Linked DNA regions of Triticum aestivum: region 1 is linked to region 2. The links are chromatin contacts, called in public Hi-C maps. All regions are on one chromosome and are shown on one strand. Each heading gives the region's core, a stretch centred on a gene start, on an enhancer-like site or on the middle of the called end of the contact. The rest is flanking DNA. Distances are from core to core; before and after follow the strand shown. Region 1 holds the start of LOC123085836. Region 2 has its middle 220 kb from the start of LOC123085836.

Evidence for each region. Hi-C and Micro-C count contacts between places; a contact is called where the count stands out from the background.
Region 1: a Hi-C map of leaf shows a contact between it and region 2, with 4 times the contacts expected there. The contact joins the promoter of LOC123085836 here to the enhancer-like site in region 2. A contact is called at or near these places in 2 of 5 Hi-C or Micro-C datasets (both in leaf).

The regions. Positions count from the first base shown.
Region 1 is chr4A:207,605,971-207,609,513 of IWGSC CS RefSeq v2.1, reverse strand. LOC123085836 reads left to right here and starts at 2,191. Exons shown (of 3, transcript XM_044507540.1): 1 at 2,191-2,546. The coding sequence starts at 2,535.
Region 2 is chr4A:207,383,785-207,387,190 of IWGSC CS RefSeq v2.1, reverse strand. No RefSeq gene overlaps it. Among protein-coding and RNA genes, the nearest start is that of LOC123085836, 220 kb to the left of the region's middle. Within about 2 kb of position 1,345, at least 6 of the 8 cell types and tissues checked have an H3K27ac peak or open chromatin away from gene starts, as enhancers often do. A contact at or near this core is called in leaf, where this site is marked.

The DNA.
Region 1 (3,543 bases), core at 942-3,441, 220 kb before region 2:
GTTCGCGTTGATTTTCCTTCCGAATTTTCCATATTTTCCAAAAACAAGCTCCGTCCGTTTTTATCCCGTTTGGACTCCGTTTGATATGGATATTCTGCGAAACCAAAAACATGCAACAGACAGGAACTGACACTGGGCACTGGATCAATATGTTAGTCCCAAAAATAATATAAAAAGTTGCCAAAAAGTATATGAAAGTTGAATAATATTGGCATGAAACAATCAAAAATTATAGATACGACGAGACGTATCACTCCCCCCTATATGGGAGGAGGGTTTTCCCTCTGGTCCTTGGCCTCCATGGCGGCGTAGGGGCGGGAGCCCTCCGAGATTGGATCTATCTCTCTGTTCTCTTATGTTTCGCGTCCCTATTTTCTGGCCTTTCACCGTTTTTTAAATATCTGGAGATCTGTAACTCCGATAGGGCTGAAATTTTAACATGATTTTTAGCCAGATATAATCTTACTTTCGGCCGAAGGAAACCTCCAACTGATCTAGGGGTGGCCACAAGCTTGCCAGGCGCGCCCCTTGAGCTTGTGGGCCCCTTGGGCATCGTCTCGCATTGATTCCGCTTCCCAAAATCACATATATTCCAAAATAATTCTCTATAAATTTTTATCGCGTTTAAACTTCGTTTGATATGGATATTCTGCGAAACAAAAACATGCAATAAACAGAAACTGGTACTGGGCACTGAATCGATAGTTAGTCCTAAAAATAATATAAAATGTTGTCAAAAGTATATGAAAGTTGTAGAATATTGGTATGAAATAATAATAAAATTATAGATACGGCGAAGACGTATCAGTGTTCATGATCACTTTGCTTGAAGTGCATAATATGGTTTCTCATTTCAATTATCTTAGTAGGGGTCTAGTATTTGGCAATGCAAGTTTCCTTACATTTCTTCCAAGAAGAAATCATGGAGTATATGAATCAATGTATAAGATAAACAGGAAATGATGTCATAAGATCGAGAGAAAAACGCGACGGGAGGTGTCTAATATTCCTTTTCTTCTTACACCCAATGTTAATCTAATTACTATTACTATCAATTTTTTAATGTAGCTAATAAAATAGTTGACGCTTCATATTTGTGAAACCTACAAGAGCCATATTTTGTCTGTCTGGTTAATGTGGCATATCCATTTCTTATGAACAATTAGCATATCATAAATTTTGGATCGACGACACGTAAAACCCTCATTTTATCACCAGTGTTGAAAGGTCATGCATATCTCATGGTTAATATAAAACACATAGTTGGTCCCGCAAATAATACATAGTAAATATTAATTTTCTGAAAGGCAATGGATGAACCTTTTTCCTTAAGTGTGACAAACCTCCGTACCTCTTACTTCCGATCCAATGGATCTTGGCACCAGCCTCAAATCCACTTTGTATATCTTGTGACTAATACAAAACACCTATTGCATATCAACAATGAATACATCATAAAGCGTCGACTATCCGATAAGCAATGCATGATCCTTTTCCTTGGATGCGACAAACCTCCCCACCTCTTACTTCCAATCCAATGGATCTTGGCACCACTCTCGAACCCCCCTCTTCTACCTCGTGATCAATACAACATGTGTATCACATAACAATAATGAATACATCATAAAGTCTCGATTGTCCGATAAGCAGTGGATGATCCTTTCTTGCGGGTGCGACAAACATCCATCCTTTTACATCTGATGCAACAGATCTTGGCATTAGTCTCGAACCCATAGCATATATCTCATGATTAATGCAAAAGACACTACTTTTTCAGGGGTGTGACCCCCACCCCTTCGCTGCCCATCCATCTTTCATACTTCCGATTCAACGGGTTTTGTTTCAGCGGTCTCAAACCCTGAATGTATATCTCATGATAAATGCAGGACGTGTGTTTTTTTATAAACAATTATCTTCATCATCTGCTAAACATCCCCTTTCCGGCGGGCGCGACAGAAACGGTTCTTACCTTTGATCCGATGGTGTGTAGGCACGCACGTGAGATGAACCTACGGCGTGGATCCAAAGTGGCATCCAACGGCGAGCAGTTCACGCGAGAGACTCCTCAAGGAAATTGCGCTTCCGGGCTGCAGCAAAGCACCACGACGTCGTCGTGAGAGCGAGCGTTCTCAACACACCACCAATTTCTCTCTCCGCCCTTGTCCTGCTCTCTCGTCTTTAAAGGCCGACGCCCCCTCCCTCTGTTTTCCTGCTTACCCGTCTCCGTCTCCGCCTCCACCCCTCTCCTCGCCTCGCCTCCACTGCGAGCGAACAAACCACCCTCCCAAAAGCCTCACGCGCCGTCCTCCTCCCCGCAACCCGGCGCACGCACGCACATGCCTTCCTCCGCTGCTCGTCCAACCCGCCCGCGCCGTGGCCTCTGAATCACGCCGCCATCTCCACCCAGATTCTTTCACCCCGGTCGTCGTTCCGTGTCACCGTCTTCTGTTTCCCGTTTTCCCAGCCAAGAGAATCGTCGCCCCCTGCCGCCGGGAAGCTTCGTCCAGTAGGGGCGGCGGCGACGGCTCTCCTGCATGGGACGCAAGGTTCGTTGCTTGCCTCGGCTCTTTTCCTCCCATGTTAGTACATTCGTTCTTTGCTTGCCCGGCCGGCTGGTGGCTGGCGGTTCGGTGATGCGCGTCGCGCTCCCGGCCGTGCCTTGCGCTTACGGTAGCCGTGGTCCTGGTTCCCCCGTGCTGGTTGCGTCCATGATCACGTCATCTCTAGATTTCGGGACGGTGTTTGCGTCTCTGCGCCCGCGTGCGAGCGTGTTCGGCTCGGCGAGGGCATGGGGTTTGGTTGGTACGGCCGCCGTGCCTGCCTTGGCTGCTCCAGCCTCCAGGTTTGGGTTGTCCGTGACTTGCTCGGAGCCCGTTGTCCTACCTGATGGGATGCGCGGCCCTTGTCCTTGTTGGATTGGGTGGGTCAGGGTGGTGCCTGAGATTTGCAGGACGCGATTCATGGGTTTGGTTTGGTCTCTAGGAAATGACTCGATTTGCTATGTTTGACTCTTCAGATTTGTAGGCTTGCTCCTAGGTGCAGTGCTTGTGAATTCGATAGCCTATTATCGTCAGGCTGATACATACGTCCTAGTTATGGTGCAGTGTTTAATTCGGACAAGTGATTATCTGGGAGATCCAATGTGTCATGACAGAGTTTTACTTGTTTTACAAAGCATTGTGATTCACAACTGTTAACACGATAAATCTTAAACATCACCAGCATTGCCTGTCTGATAATGTGGAAATGCAATTGGTGCGGCAAGTTGCAGTAACTGCTGGGTGATGTCAGTTCTGATGTGATGTCAATTGGTCTGGCTATATGCAGCTCAAAACATATAAGCCACTTCAAAAAAGCTCCTTTTTTTCTAATCAATCTTATCTGAGAGAGATGCCGCGAAGGTTACTCCAGGGCTTTACAATGCAGTTCATCCTAGTTGCAGTATTTATTTCTGCTTCAGTTGCTTGCTGTAGTAAGCAATGAATTAGTAATGCCGTGTACTTTACTGTTGCATATAGCACATTTCAGATGCTAGAGATATCA
Region 2 (3,406 bases), core at 96-2,595:
ACCCACCAGGGGGCGCCAGGGGGCCTGGCGCGCCCAGGTGGGTTGTGCCCACCTGGTGGCCCCCCTCTGGTGTTTATTGGCTCCAATATTTCTTAAATAATCCATAAACAATCTCCGTAAAGTTTCAGCTCATTTGGAGTTGTGCAGAATATGTGACCTGATGTAGCTTTTCTAGGTCCAAATTTCCAGCTGCCGGAATTCTCCTTCTTGGTGTGTTCCTTGCAAATTATGCGAGAAAAGGCATTCGAATTACTCCAAAAAGCATTATTATGCATAAAAACATTATAAATAATAGTAAGAAAACATGATGCAAAATGGACGTATCAAGGCTCCTGGAAGCCCCCAGCCCCATCATCTTGGCGGTTGTCGTCGTTTCTCCTCGGTGGTGGTGGCAGTGGAGGGAGGCCGACATTGCTCTAAGGATGGTCTCGCGAGGCTGGTCATGCCAAGGGCCATCACGAGGTTGGCCCTGTGTAACACCCCAGATGTAAAACTTCCTAGTTTGGAGATATATCCAACTTTGAACATGATCTATTCCATTTTGGGCTCCTTCATTTTGGGTCATTTTGTTGTTTCCTTTCTAGCATTATTGTTGGTTGCCATGTCATCATCATATAGTGCATATTCATCTCATTGCATTGCCTTGCTATCCTTGTCATATTCCTTTTTGCCATCATATGTTTGCATCATGTGCATATCAATGTTGTGTTTTGCTTATGTCAACTTGCATTTCCATGATGTTCATGCATGTTATATTGTTGCGTGCTCCATGGGTGATCCATGCACCATCACTTCTCCTTACTACCCCTTTCTTCCATTCTTTTTCAAGTCCCATATTGCGCTACTCCATTAATTTCATATTTTCCCTGTAAATCTTGCATCATCACCTCCCACTTCCTTCTCCCTTCCATGTTTTTTGGGCAAGCGACATTTTACGCTCCTCCAATAATGTTCAACTTTTTCCTACAAATATTAGACCTTGCCTAAATCCTCTATACCAATTTTCAGCTCATTTAAATATGTTTTGGTTGGGTTAAAAATTGACTTAAGTTTGAATTTAATTCAAACTTGATTTAATTTTCTTCATTTAAAAACCCCCAAAGCAATTTAATAAAATGGCTCATAATTCCAAGAGTCCAAGTATATCTCTACTTCTTTCATATTCTTCCCCAAACCTCCTGGACATTTCCTTTGGGAACTGTTTATTTATTAAACAGAAAGATAAGTAAGGAAACTTACCTGGGCCGGCCTCCCAGCGCACCTGTAGCCCAGCTCCAGGCGCAGCCCAGCAGCCCATCCAGCCCACGCGCCAGAGGTCGTCCTCTACCTGTACGACAGAACATCGGCATTTCCTAAACTGCGCCCGCTGCGTCCTTTTCTTCGATTTCCTCAAACGGCGCACACCCCCCGGCGCTGCCCAAGGCCGGCCCGTTATCTTTTTTTCCTGTTGAAATTGCAGGGAAAAATAATGTGCGCAAGCAAGGCAAATCCTAAAGGGCGCCCGCTGCGCCCGTTACAGTACATTATGCAATCGGGCGCACACCCCCTTGCTGCGCCGGGCCGGCCCATTGTCTTTTTTTTTAATTCTGTTCAAACTGAATCAAAGCAAAAAACGGTGTCTGAGGCATGGTTCGAACCTAGGATCTCTGGGTTCAAAGGGCAGCGCACCAACCACTACGATAACCCTAGATATGTGTCAATAGTGTCATGTTTGATTTATTCTTTGTCACCGTCGCGGAATCCCCCACTTTTGGGAACCTTTTTTTTTGGAACAGTTTTTTTCTTTTTTTCTTTTTCCCATTCTGTATTTCTTTTTCAAATGCGTGAACTTTATTTTTCAAATTCTATGAACTATTTTCAGATTGATGAACTTTTATTTAAAATCAATGAACTTTTTTGAAATTGATGCATTTTTTTCAAAGTCGATGATTTTTTCTTCAAAATCGATGAACTATTTTCATGAACTTTATTTCAAGTCGATGAACTTTTTTTAAAATTGATGAACCATTTTTCAAATCTATGAACTTTTTTCAAAATTGATAAAACTTCTTTCTACTTGATGAACTTTTTCTTCAAAACTGATGAACTATTTTCAAATCGATGAACTTTTTTACAAAACGGTGAACTTTTTTCATAACGGTGAACTTTTTTCAAAATCGATAAATTTCTTTCTACTTGATGAACTTTTACGTCAAAATCGATGAACTTTTTCCAAATCGATGAACTTTTCTCAAAACAGTGAACTTTTTTTCAAAATGGTGAACTTATTTTCATAACGGTGAACTTTTTTCAAAATTGATAAACCGTTTGTCAACTTGATGAACTTCTCCAAATTAATTGAACTTTGAAGTCCGATGAACTTTTTTAAAATTTGATGAACTTTTTTCAAAATTGTTGAGTTTTTTTCAATTTTTGCGAACTCTTTTTCTAAAACGATGAATTTATTCAAATTCGCGATGTTTTTTGTAAATAATTCGGAAATTAAGTGATATAGTATACATGCAAGAAATAGCGCAGCGGCACGTCCTTATAGTGTCGGCGCTGTTATCATTCACAATAAGCAAGTTGTTCTAGTGGTTAGGAACACTAGTATAGGGCGGCAGTGGCTTGAGATGGAATCTTGGGAGCGCCATCTTTTTTTGCTGTTTTTTCGCTCTTAACAGCGTCCCGAACGGTCGCGTCGGCCTTGTTTGGGCCAGGCCCAGGTGGGAACCGCGTGGGCGCCGGTAAGCCTTAGCGGCGCTAAAGGCGCGGCTTAGGAGCTCCCCGCAAGTGAGGGATCGAACACGGAATCGATCAATTAACAGAGCAGCGTACCCACCACTATGATAACAACGCACTTGTGATTACAGACTTCCTTCTTTTCTTTTTATTCTTTTTCTAGGTCGTTCCCTGGTCAACTTCTGGGCATGTTTTTTTCTTGTTCCTTTTTCACTTTTCTTTTCTCATTTACCTTTCTTTTTTATCTTTCCTTAAATGCGCAAACTTTTTATCAAAATCGATGAACTTTTTTCAAATTCAATGAAATTTTATAAAAATCGATGAACTTTTTTCATTGATGAACTTTTTTCAAGTTTGATGAACTTTTTTTCAAAACCGATGAACTATTTTTAATTTTTGCGAACTGTTTTAAAAACTTATGAACTAGTTTTCAAAATCGATGAACATGTTTCAAATTTGATGAACTTTTTCCAAATTCAGTGAACATTTTTTTAAATAGACGAACTTTTTTCAAATTCGTTGAACTGTTTTCAAATTCGATGAACTTTTTTCCAAACCTATGAACTATTTTAAATTTTTTTGAACTGTTTTAAAAGCTTATGAACTAGTTTTCAAAATAGATGAACATTTTTCAAATTTGGTAAACTTTTTTCAAATTCAATGAACATTTTTTTTCAAATCGATG